Linked DNA regions of Rattus norvegicus: region 2 is linked to region 1. The links are chromatin contacts, called in public Hi-C maps. All regions are on one chromosome and are shown on one strand. Each heading gives the region's core, a stretch centred on a gene start, on an enhancer-like site or on the middle of the called end of the contact. The rest is flanking DNA. Distances are from core to core; before and after follow the strand shown. Region 1 has its middle 230 kb from the start of Irs2. Region 2 overlaps Myo16 (myosin XVI).

Evidence for each region. A called contact is a pair of places that touch in the nucleus more often than the background predicts.
Region 2: a contact with region 1 is called in a Hi-C map of Schwann cells, with 4 times the contacts expected there. The contact joins two enhancer-like sites. A contact is called at or near these places in 2 of 12 Hi-C or Micro-C datasets (the A7r5 cell line and Schwann cells).

The regions. Positions count from the first base shown.
Region 1 is chr16:85,417,677-85,423,647 of GRCr8, reverse strand. No RefSeq gene overlaps it. Among named protein-coding and RNA genes, the nearest start is that of Irs2, 230 kb to the right of the region's middle. Within about 2 kb of position 3,612, at least 8 of the 93 cell types and tissues checked have an H3K27ac peak or open chromatin away from gene starts, as enhancers often do. A contact at or near this core is called in Schwann cells, where this site is marked.
Region 2 is chr16:85,644,482-85,650,406 of GRCr8, reverse strand. All of the region lies in intron 31 of Myo16 (myosin XVI), which reads left to right. Among named protein-coding and RNA genes, the nearest start is that of Myo16, 300 kb to the left of the region's middle. Within about 2 kb of position 1,861, at least 4 of the 93 cell types and tissues checked have an H3K27ac peak or open chromatin away from gene starts, as enhancers often do. A contact at or near this core is called in Schwann cells, where this site is marked.

The sequences.
Region 1 (5,971 bases), core at 2,363-4,862:
ACAGCAGGAGTCTGGACTTTGACCATTGCTCCTGCACTACCTGCGAGTCCTGTATGTCTCCAGGGCGGGAGATTCTTATGGTGGCAATATTGCTCTGAGCCTGGCTGGGATCCATCCTTGGAAAAGTTCATGGACAGAGAGACGGTGGTTATGGGTACGGCTGAGACTTGCATTTCTTTGGATGTTTCTCTCCTTGCTCCTTTTATCCCATTGTGGCTTTACCATCTACAGCCCAAGCTTTCATTCTCTGTGAGGACTGTGACTGTGAGTGAGCTTACCTGTGAGGGCCATTAATGCTCTATCTTGACAGTAGAATGCAGACGTCTTACGCTGCTGTAGTCAAAAGCCAGTTATCCATCTCTGTGACAGACGGCTTACTTGTATCCTCCAGTGTTGTGTTTCATAAAAAAGAAAAAGAAGCTAAGCATGGTATGGTGTGGAGGAAGGTGGGGGGGTGCCCCTGTGGGCCCATGCTGAGGCATCCCTTCCTCATGAGGGACCAGCCATAGGAACTGGTATAGTGTAGAATAGTTTATTTGGGGCATGGGAAGGGGAGTTGAGGGGGCAGTAGAGACAGAGAAAGGCAGGGAGGCAGGGAAGGAGGAAGGGAGGGAGGGAGGGAGGGAGGGAGGGAGAGAGAGAGAGAGAGAGAGAGAGAGAGAGAGAGAGAGAGAGTAGAGGAGTAGAGCCTGGCCATGAGCATATAGAGAGAGAGGAGGGAAGAATGGGGAGAGAAGGGACAGAGGGGGAAGAAAGCAAGAGAGAGTGAGGAGGGGGCAAGCAGCCCCTTTTACAGTGAGTCGGGCACACCTGTCGGTTGCCAGGTAACTGTGGGTCAGAGCCTAGCAGGAATGCTAACATCCAGAACTTGTGTTTGAAATCTGAGTCCCAGGGAAGGGGGAGGGTAACAATGTGCAGATGGGGTGAGCAGGGAGGGAGCCCTCAGCAAACAGGACAGGGAAGATTCGGTTGTCTCTTCCCCCTGCAGTGAGAAGAAGAATGTACACAAACCACAAAATGATTCTCAGTGGACCCCACATCTGTCCGTATCTGTGCCTTGGTTTCCCAGCAGGCAGAATGAAGAGCTGCACAGTGCTGGTGTTAACCTGTCAACATCCTTCCTAACAGCAGGCTGAACTCATGGAGACAACCCCTTTTGTAATATCACTTTCTATTTAGAATACCCTTTCCAAGCTTGTAAGAAATATTTTAGAAAAAGAAAATCTTTCTTTTCAAATGAACTTTTGCTTCCTAGTTCTCAGCTCATTTTTCTTTTGATACACGATGGCTTTTTAATAATTCTTTCCCTATTCCCTTTTGCTACATAAAAGCTTGTTGAAATAGCCAGTTGGGGTGAGCCATATTTCAGCTCATTCTAACTCAGCAGTTGCACAGCCCAAATTCTGAGATGCTACTCCTGGGACACAATGTGACAGACAAGGGCTGAGCGCATGACACATGTGCCAAGGGGACACTTTCTATCAGTGGGTCACTGGTGTGAATGACCTTCTAGATCTGATTCCCTGCTTTGCATGACAGCACATGAAGTCCTCTAAAGGAACATGTTCTTCAGGAGGACATGCAAATGACAGGTGGGTTTAAGATGGGTTTTCTGTGCACGCAACATGATTATCTAAGTGGAATTTTAAACACATTTTGTCTGCAGGCACAATAGGTAAGTTTCAGTCTGATGAGAACAGAGGGAAGCACAGTGAGAGGGAACACTGTGAGCATTAACACACGTGCCTCTCTTTCTCTCTAGACTGGGGGTGGAAGTCAAGTGACAGCCCCAGGGCTGCACAGGTAGCTCAGAAGGTAAAAGCATTTATTGAACGAGCTGGAGAACTGCGTTTAAATGCCCAGCACCAGCATAAAGACAGCATAGATTTATGTGTTACACCTTCAGGGCTGGGAGGTAAAGACAAGAGAATCCTGGAAGTTCTCTGACTGACCAATTTCCGGTTCAGCGAAAGACTGTTCCAAGGCCTTGAGGCAGAGAGAATAGACAGAAACACCCAATGCTTTTTTCTTTGGCCTCCACATGTATACATGCATACCTGCACACTTACATGAATACCTGCACACTCACATGCATACCTGCACACTCACATGCATACCTGCACACTCACATGCATACCTGCACACTCACATGCATGCACCACACACACTCACATCCATATATCATGCACACATGCATGCAGCATCCACACTCACATGCATACAACATTCACACATACATGTAATATGAATACTCACATGCATGCATCACACACTCACATGCATGTACCACACATGCTCACATGCATACACCACACAGACTCACATGCATGCAACATGCACACATGCAGGTACTATGTGCATTCACATGCATGTACTATGCATACTCACATGCATGTATCATGAATACATGCACGCACCATATATGGTCACATGCATGCACCATGCACATTCAAATGCATTCGGCATACTCACTCATCCAAAAACAGAGGAAGAAACAAGAGAACATGGTTGCCACCGATTGGCATCTTAAATCACAGGATTTCCTTCATTTTTTTCTTGTGTTTGTGCCTTCCTGAACTCTATACATCCAGCCTATAAAGATGGATGCATCTAAAGAATATTGATGGTTTCCAGGGTGCACTCTGTGCAAGTGCTCTGTCCAGGGCACTGGATAGCAATCCTCACTCCCCAGTGAGCAGAATGAAGCTGTTGCTCAGAGCTATTCTTTAAAGTCAGATGAGGAGGGGGTAAGGGGAGGGAATGCTTCAGTCAGTAAAGTCTTGCTATGTAAAAATGAGGCCCTAAGCTCAGATCCCCAGTATTAACATAAAAAAGCTGCACACAGTGAGCATACAGACCACACTTTCAGGAGGTGGAAACAGGAGGATCCCCGGGACTGGCTGGTCAGCAAGTCAGCCTCATTAGTGAGTGAACATCATTCAAAAGAGAGGATAGAGAACAATTAAGGAAGGAACCTGATATCATCCTCTAGTCTTCATTCATGCACACATGAACACCTAAATGTTCACACACACACACAAACCACCCACACACCGCACACTACATAGACACACACCACACATACACACACATATGTGTGGGCATACACCCACATATGCACACATGAACACCTAAATGCACACACATGAGCAAACCACACACACAGAGACACACACACACATATACTATACACTACACATGCACACACCACCCACACAGAGAGACACACCACACATATACACACATATACATGTGGGCATATACCCACACATGCACACATAAACACCTAAATGCATACACACATGCAAACATGCATACATGAACACCTTAATGTAATGTACACACACACACCACACATGTACACACACACACCACACATGTATACACACACACACACACACACACACACACACACACACACACATACACACACCTGATGGGGAATCAGGACCACAGCAAGACAGCAAAAATCTAACTGCACTCTTGGCCTGTGCATAATGCACTCAGTCTTTGCAGCAGGACTTCACCCTTTCAGACAAAATGGAACCTTCCTAAGCATACTCCCCCACTAATGGCCCTGACAAGCAGAGGCCGCATTCCTACAGCTGTGGTGCATCGCCCCTTTCCAGAAACCTCACAATGCTCCTCATTTGTATTCTTCCTCTTTCTCAGGGAATGAAGTGGATTTCAATTTCTTTTCATTTATTTGAACTAAAGATTAGGTCTCTCGTTTGTTTTATGGCTTTCATTCTGAAGAGAAAGAGCAGTGAATGCATCCATGAAATATTTTAGGGAAGAATAGAGCCAGGAATTCTCCATTAGCCCCATGCGGCCATTGTGTTTCCCCCTCTCAGCCTCGGGATTAAAGTTTGCTTCTGTGGACATGAATGCTGCCACTTCCTTCTGAAAAATCACCCTTCTGTGTGTTTTTGTTCCGTTTTCTCAATTCGGCTGACCTTGGATGCGGGGTGACTACACTTAGCTAGAGTTACAAAATGCAAAATAAAAATAAGAAGACGGTGCTGAGAGGGAAGTCTGGTTTTGTTGGCTGTTTTTTTGAACATTCAAAAAAATATTTTGAGTCATGTATGTATGCATGGCAGCCACATCCAACTCAGACAACGCTGAGTCTTACTGCTAAAAAAACGTCCTTTGGGAAGCAGAGAGATGGCTCAGAGGATAAAGCCACTTACTGCCAAGCCTAATGACCTGAGTTTGATCTGCAGAACTCACATGGTAGAAAGCACAAACTGACTTCTGCAGATTGTCTTCTCTTTGCCACCTGTGTATCTTGGAGTGCAACAGCCCCCCCTCAACAAAATAAATAAATCTAATAAAATGTCTTAACAACTCTTGAAATTTTGTTTTCATGGGTGTTCATGTGTATATACATACATATACACACATACATGTGCACGTGCATGAGGGTATACATACATATGTATGCTAATACTTATGTGTAGTAATGGACATAGGTGGGAGAGGTCAGCCATGAACAAATCTGGTAGAAATCCCTGACTCTTCGTGTGAGAACTGGCTGCTCAGCATGGCAGGAATGTTTATTTGATGTTCTATTTTCACAGCCTTATGTGTCCCACTGTTTATATTATTCTCATTCCTTTCAGCCCTTTTTTGGAAGAATTTTAACAATGCACACAATTGAAAAAGAGTCAACGATATCTTGAGACCAAAGATGTTTCCAGACAATGCTCCTATGTTTAAAGTTCAGTTCAGGATGGCTTGCTGTTAGTGCTCAGTATCCCTTGAAGGGAGAGAGAAGACATTCTAGCATGAGTTTCAAATCCCAGTTTAAACTGAGACTAGTGCCTTTGGTAATTTAGGATTGACAATACTCTGTCATGTCTGGCATGGCTCACTAGAAAGAAGAACCACCACTGTGCCTTCAGAAGCACACATAGTATCACACTGAATGCTACAGTCAACACTGAGACTAGCATGTTGCCTCCAAACTACACAGCTAAGGGTGTTATCGATTCTCTGGAGGGCAAGACCAGGGAAGAGGTAGACCAATAGTCTCAGAGGATGCCTCATTTGGAGAAGTCAACCATTTTCCTGTGGTCCAAGAGAGGAGGCAGTGCTCCATTATATGATCCCAACAGACAGTAAAGGACAAGTTCATGCTCAATAGAGTCAGGGCAGTGCAAAAGGTGTTCTCTCTCTCTCTCTCTCTCTCTCTCTCTCTCTCTCTCTCTCTCTGTGTGTGTGTGTGTGTGTGTGTGTGTGTGTGTGTGTGTGTGTGTGTGTGTTAGAGGGCTGTCTCTAACATAAAAAGCACAACCAGAAACAAAGCTATCCTTGATGGTCTCCTTCTGTGACCAGTGCCCATATCTAAGGACAGCCACAAGTTTCAGAAGAACAATCAACAGAGAACTCAGTGATTTAGAACTGGAGACCTTTAAGAATCTCCTTGTGGTTCTTGAACCTCTAGATGTTAGAGACATAAGATTCATTTCAAGCTCAGAGATACCCTCCAATGTGTCTGGAGATCCAGAGTGGAGATAGGATTTGACTCAGGCTAGGAAAGAACTGAGAGACTCAAGTTAGGAGAGTATGATGCCCTATATGAAATGGAGTAGTGCTCAGTCACCTTCTAAGCAACAACGAGAAAAGTTGAGCTTTGATGGCTTTTTTTTAATATTCAAAAATATTTTGAGTCATGTATGCATTACCTCCTTAGCCAAGATGTGGCATCCTGTGCTGGTTAAGACTCTAGCCCATTTCACAGATGAATTCCTGGACCAAAAACAAAAGCCATGATGTTGCAAACTTAAGGGAGAAACACTGAAACAATGGGGGAGCTTCCTGTAAGTACAGGCAAGCTTTGTAAGCTGTCCACTGTTGCTTACTTCATATGTCTAAATACAACTCAATAAGGAACAGACCAAAGGGACCTCAGGAGATCCAGGACTATGGTTTCTGTACCGGGTGGGATCTCTAACTGCTCCTTGTT
Region 2 (5,925 bases), core at 612-3,111, 230 kb before region 1:
CAGCTCCAAGGCATCTAGAGTCCTCTCGTAGCTTCTACAAGCACAGTCGCGCACACACAGATACAAAGATAAATAATAAAATAAATATTTAAGAAACAAAGAGAAGCCTCAAGGCTGCAGAGCAGGTGAGGGGTATCAGGAGGCCTCTAGGCACAGCCTTTAAGTCTGCTCCCCTCCCCTAGGTATTATCAATCACCACTGTGACTGAAGAATTATAGCATATGTATCCGTACTTCACAAAATACATTCTAATCTGAAAAAGGAAAAGAAAAGGGAAGCTGCTTTGAACCGTTTGCAATCGCTGCTGTAATAACAGAAACCTTAGAGATATAAGTCTCAGCTGTTCCCACCCAGATGCAGGAGTTCCCAACGCACACTGAAGGGAATTCTCTCCCGCCTGTGAGAGAAGTGGGCTTGTATGATTGTGTGACGCCGTGCTCTGGTGAGCTAGAGCAGGGTGATCTCCGAGAACGTGGAAGGGTGTGGTAAGATATAGAACGGAAGGATTTAATGCCCCTGCCATGTGCTGGAGCAGCTTACACGATTATTAAGGCTTACAGGGTTTCATCCTGAGGAGAGTAAATCCACTTTCTACTGAGGGATCCCCCCCGGCTGCTATTCACAGTGAGCATAACTCCATCCTCAATCGTCTTCTTTTGAATCTTCACTTTGAAAGACATTTTTATACCCAACGTCGTCGACTGTGTGGCTAATTCGCCCTCCCAGCAGGCAGGCATCGGTGACGGTTCCCATTAATGCCTGGGCATGAAGTGTGGAGACGGGTGTGCGTGATTTGCAGAGTGGCTCACGGTGCTCCTTCTGCGTTTTTAGCAATAGTAACTTGGAGGACACTGAGCTGTCAGTGCATCCCCTGTTGTGGGTATTTTGGACGCAGATGTGTAATGGTAAGCAAGAAATGGTGTATTGGAGTGAGATGGTCACTCTGTCCCAGGTCTGTTCTGCAGACTCACTTCTTCATAGGATTTCATGAGTAGCTCACTTTCTCAAGACATAGTCATGAGACTCTCACAGAGTCTCAATACATAGCCTAAGCTGACCTCCAACTGACGGCAATTCTCCTGCCTCAGCTTCCAGAGTGGTGGAAGAACCAACACGAGCCACCGTTCCAGGCTTCACATTTTTCTTGTGAGATAATCATGTAAATTCTAACAGTATAGAACTTCAAGTTGGGGGTGGGGGGAGGGGAAGGCACATAGACCTGACTAAAAGGATCAGCCAGGCTGGACTAACAGCACCGGGGGCTTCAAGCACCATTTTAACAGCCTGCTGCTCCCACACTCTATTCTGAGGTACCTACTACAAATACGCCCATATTACAGGTGGGAAAACCAAGGCTCAGAGAAACTATAAGCTTGCTCAGAGTTTCGCTGCTTACGCAAAGCCAAGCCTGACAGAGCAGTGGCTCTGTCTAGAATACCTCTTTCCACAGTTCTCAGCTTGATGCTCCCTGAGAAATTATCAGGGGTGGAGGGGTTAAATACATACTTTATTGCTGCTGTGTGACGATACAGTCACAGAGCTTGGGTGAGAAAACTCAAGCGTGTTGAACGTGTACTTTCCGGATTACAGGTAAACGGCCCTGTAAGATTCTAGGGACGGAATTAGAACACTTGGCCACTGAGGTGAGAAAGGACCAAATAATTATTCACCCCCCCCCCGCCCCGTAAGAGCAAAAGTTCTGGCTAACTGACATTTGGTTTCCTTCCTATGGTCTGGGGATCACCATGCTAATTTGTTTCTAGTTGCTTCCTTTGAAAATGTGGGTCCCTATTCAAATGGCAAAGGAGGCTTGTCCAGGACACTAGGAGGCGCCATTGCTCTGAGTGGTAGGTCAGGCCCGGCATGTTTGTCCTAGTGACTCCATACTGAAAGTCAGAGCTCCACTGGAAAGGATCAGGAAGATGGGGTGTGAGGAAAACACAGGGCGTGGTAGAAGTTTGGGGAAGAAAGTAGAAGGGAGCCAGGGTTAAGATGAGTTTGATTCACAAGTTATTCCTTTGAAACAAAACAGAACAAACCCTCAGTTTCATTATTTCCAACCCCATGAATCCAGAGCATACACAATGTAAGTGATCAAGTGCTTGGAAAATGGTTACAACAGAAGACTACTGTACAGCCTGTCTTCCATACAGTAGGTGGGTTGAATCTTTTTTTATGGAAGATTCACCTTCTGTAGAGCAGGCGAGAGGCACATAGAGACTTAAATATAAATCTCAGTCTATTTATCCTAGATAAATAGCTATTTCCTAGATGCAGCTCCCGGTAGCGCTTTTATTTAAGGCTTGCTTAATCCAGGTGGAAATTACCGTACATTTCAAACATTTCACCCCATCACATAAGCATTCCACACAAAGAATAGTTTGAGTTGGGAAGTCTGTGTTTCGTAAATGAAATCTTACAGAACGGCATTTTTATTTCTGAATACTGCTTGCAGTGGAAGGGTTTGAAAGTTGGCCTGTGAGAGATTTTGAATGTGATATCGGAGAGAATAGGTGACAGAGAGTGCTCCGTGGTCTGGGATGTTTTGTCTCCTCTGTCCACGCCACTCCCCATCGTTGAGTGACCTGGAAGTCCATGCCAGGGCCAAATCTTCGTTACTATTTATAAATACCTCATGCGTATGTTGCTCAAGAGGAAAGGTACGTTCTCAGGTGCCTTTACCTCAGACAGGGCAGTCACTGCACCCAGTCTACACCCTTAAAGGTGCCCACTACCCACAGCAAGGCTGATTCTGGAAGCTGGAGTCCACTATTCATTGTATGAGCACAGCAGTGGCTGCAGCTTGCATGCCACACACACACACACAAAAAAAAAAATCTCCCATATACGCCATTCACTCTTGGTGACACTTCCTGAACTAGATAGGTAGTATACACAACCATTCTGCTATAGGGGAAGACTTGTATTTCTAAACATTACATCCAAACACTGCTCAATATGAAAAGACTGAAGTTCGTATCTTGTCTCACGAAGGAAATCAAAGGCAGCAGCGGCATCTGGAGTCAAGGCTCTACGAAGGTTTGACACTTCTGTGCAGGTAACATTACAAATACCTGGACGTCGCTTAGCAATAAGGAGCAGGATGCGCCTGCTTCCTGGCTTACCAGTGGCTCCTCACTCGAGAGCTCCCTGTGGTACTCTCCAGTTTGTTTGCAAATGCCTGCTCTGCATGGACGGACGGTGTTTGAGGCAGAAATCCCAACGTTATTGTTGTTTAACCCCTGATACGTTCAGATGAGATGGCACCTCGAGAAACGGTCTGCCTCACGCAAATCTTGACCTCAAATACTAGGAGGCATCGCCTAGGCCTCACGCCTGTGGATAGATCTTGTGTTGTCTTGTCCACAGATGCTTCATCTTCCTTCTGCTCCAGACGCTGCCCTCTGTGGTAACGTACTTGAGTGTCTGTATGCTCCTGGGTGCATGTTGAAGGTAGCTCTAAGACTCCTAGATATCAACAAGGCTGTAGACAACACACAGCTCACTGCTGTGGGAATCTCCTCCATGCCCTGCAGCCATCCACAGCCTCCCCTAGCACAGAAGTTTCCCTCTTAGTCACAGAAAGCATCCCCTTGCATTCCAGAACCATCCTCCATTAACATTAAACTTTCTTCGGCATCCAGATGAGAAAGCCTTGTGGAGAAACCGGATAGGCATCCTCAGAGAAGGTTGGTTGCCACTTACAACAGTGTTCTGAGAGGAACTGGGCAACGGTTTTTCTCTCTGCAGGCCTGTGGCTGTCCCCATGCCCACAGGCTCTGGTGTATGGTGTCTCTGACAAGAAGGAGTCCTTTCACTAACTTCTTGACTCCTCTGCATCAAGCATAGGTGTCTGTGGGAGAGGGGCCTGTGAGTTCAAAATTTTAATTTTCCGATGGCCAGGAAACTCATGTTTTAGCCAGTTACACTGAGAAATGTTATTTGGGTTTTTATAAATTGATCAGTAGCCAAATATACCCATGCAAAGGGCAGAGCTCTTTGTCCTCTATAATATTTGGAAAGATGTTTTCAATGCCTAGACAATGGATGTCGTTTGACATTTATCTCACAAATTACCACTGTTTCCCTCTCCAAACACCCAAGAATTTGCACGAGCAAATCGTACAGCCAGGCTTGTGCGGACTTGCAGAATGAATTCCATTACAGTCATCCGGTAACCCAGAGTGTAAGAACAGGGCTTGCTACTGGAAATCTAAAACAATAAATGACTAAATCCCCCGTTGCCTCGGCCTTCTCCCAGACTCTGTGGGGTTCCCACGTCAGTGAGAGAAAGTACAGTAGAGGAATCAACCTCTAATGTGAGGTGGATCCATGGCTGACTTCTAAGTGTCCCCCTTGGGTTCCTCCTAGGTACCTTGTTTTTTTGGGGGGTGGGGGGGACTTCAAAAATTTCATCTGATCATTACACAATAGTAGTAACTTTTGTGTTAGGGGAGGCTGTGGATGGTTGAAGGCCATGGAGGAGACACTCACAGCAGTGAACTGTGTGTTGTCTACAACCTTGATGATATTCATGAGTCTTAGAGCTGCTTTCAACAGTGGTAGAGAGATGATGGGAAAAAAAAAAAAGTGCTCCAAAGTACATTTCCAGTCAGGATGCAGAGCAGGAACTGTCCCTGTGACTTTCAGGAGAGCTGGGACAGCCCTGACAGACAAGAAGAAAGGAAGAGAAGGATGGTGGTGGCTGGATTTTTCTTGAAGCAGAGGTGTGTAAGTTCAGGAACCGCGATCCTTTCTGAACATAGGAAAGAAGGGGAGAACGAAGACAGCTCTCACTGCTCTGGCCCAGAATGATGTCGGGTTGCTCTCTAGAAGCTCCTTTCCAGCTTCCTGGTAAAGCTCTGATGCTTCCACACCTCCCCTCTATCCCTTAGAAATTATCATGGCCACTAGAATCTCTCCCACAACCCAGTCGGAAGCTCCACGAGAGGAGGCTCATACGGTGATGGCAGCCATACTGCTATGGGCGGACCCTCACGTAGCAGGAGTGCCCAGACACACTGTGTGGCCTGTGATGGCCTTTGTCGATAAGCATAGTTCTTGAGGTTTTCCTGTAGCTCTCTCCTGGGCCAGGGTGCTGACTTCTCTTCTGAGGTAGAGAAGCCAGGTGTCGCCTCACTGCCTACTAAGGAGCAAGCCCAGGCTTTCAGGATTAAGAGATCACACACACACACACACACACACACACACACACACACACACACACACACACCCGCCACCCATAATCACAAAATCTAACATCTTAGAGTCATGAGTCAAGCACACCTCCCAAACCCTATGGTGCTATTTTTAGTCCCTGAAAACAATTAACATTAAAATGATGGTGCGAAGACCCTTCCCGAGAAAGTAATTTCCTTCCGAGGTTGAACACAAACTCATTACCAGGAGCAGATGTGGCGAATGGCAGACAAGACATATACCTCATTGTCAGCATTCCCAAGAGACACCAAGAGCAGGTTTTATGGCTGGGAGAATGCTCTAGAATGCTGGGCTCGAAGGTTCATGGCTGGAAGAATGTTCTAGAATGCTGTCCCTCTTCTGTCTTAGGGCTTTACTGATGGGAACAGGCACCATACCCAAGGCAACACTTATAAGGACAACATTTAACTGGGGATGGCTTACAGGTTCAGAGGTTCAGTCCATTTTCATCAAGGCAGGAGCCTGGCAGCATCCAGGCAGGCATGGTGCAGGAGGAGCTGAGAGTTCTACATCTTCATCTGAAGGCTGCTAGCAGAACACTGCTCCCAGGCAGCTAGGACTATGGTATTAAAGCCCACGCCCACAGTGACAAACCTACTCCTCAATTCCCAACAGTACAACATTCTGGGCCAAGCATATACAAACCATCACATCTTCCCTGTACAGCCCTATCCCGAAGTCCACCGTGCTACAGTTGGACCCTAC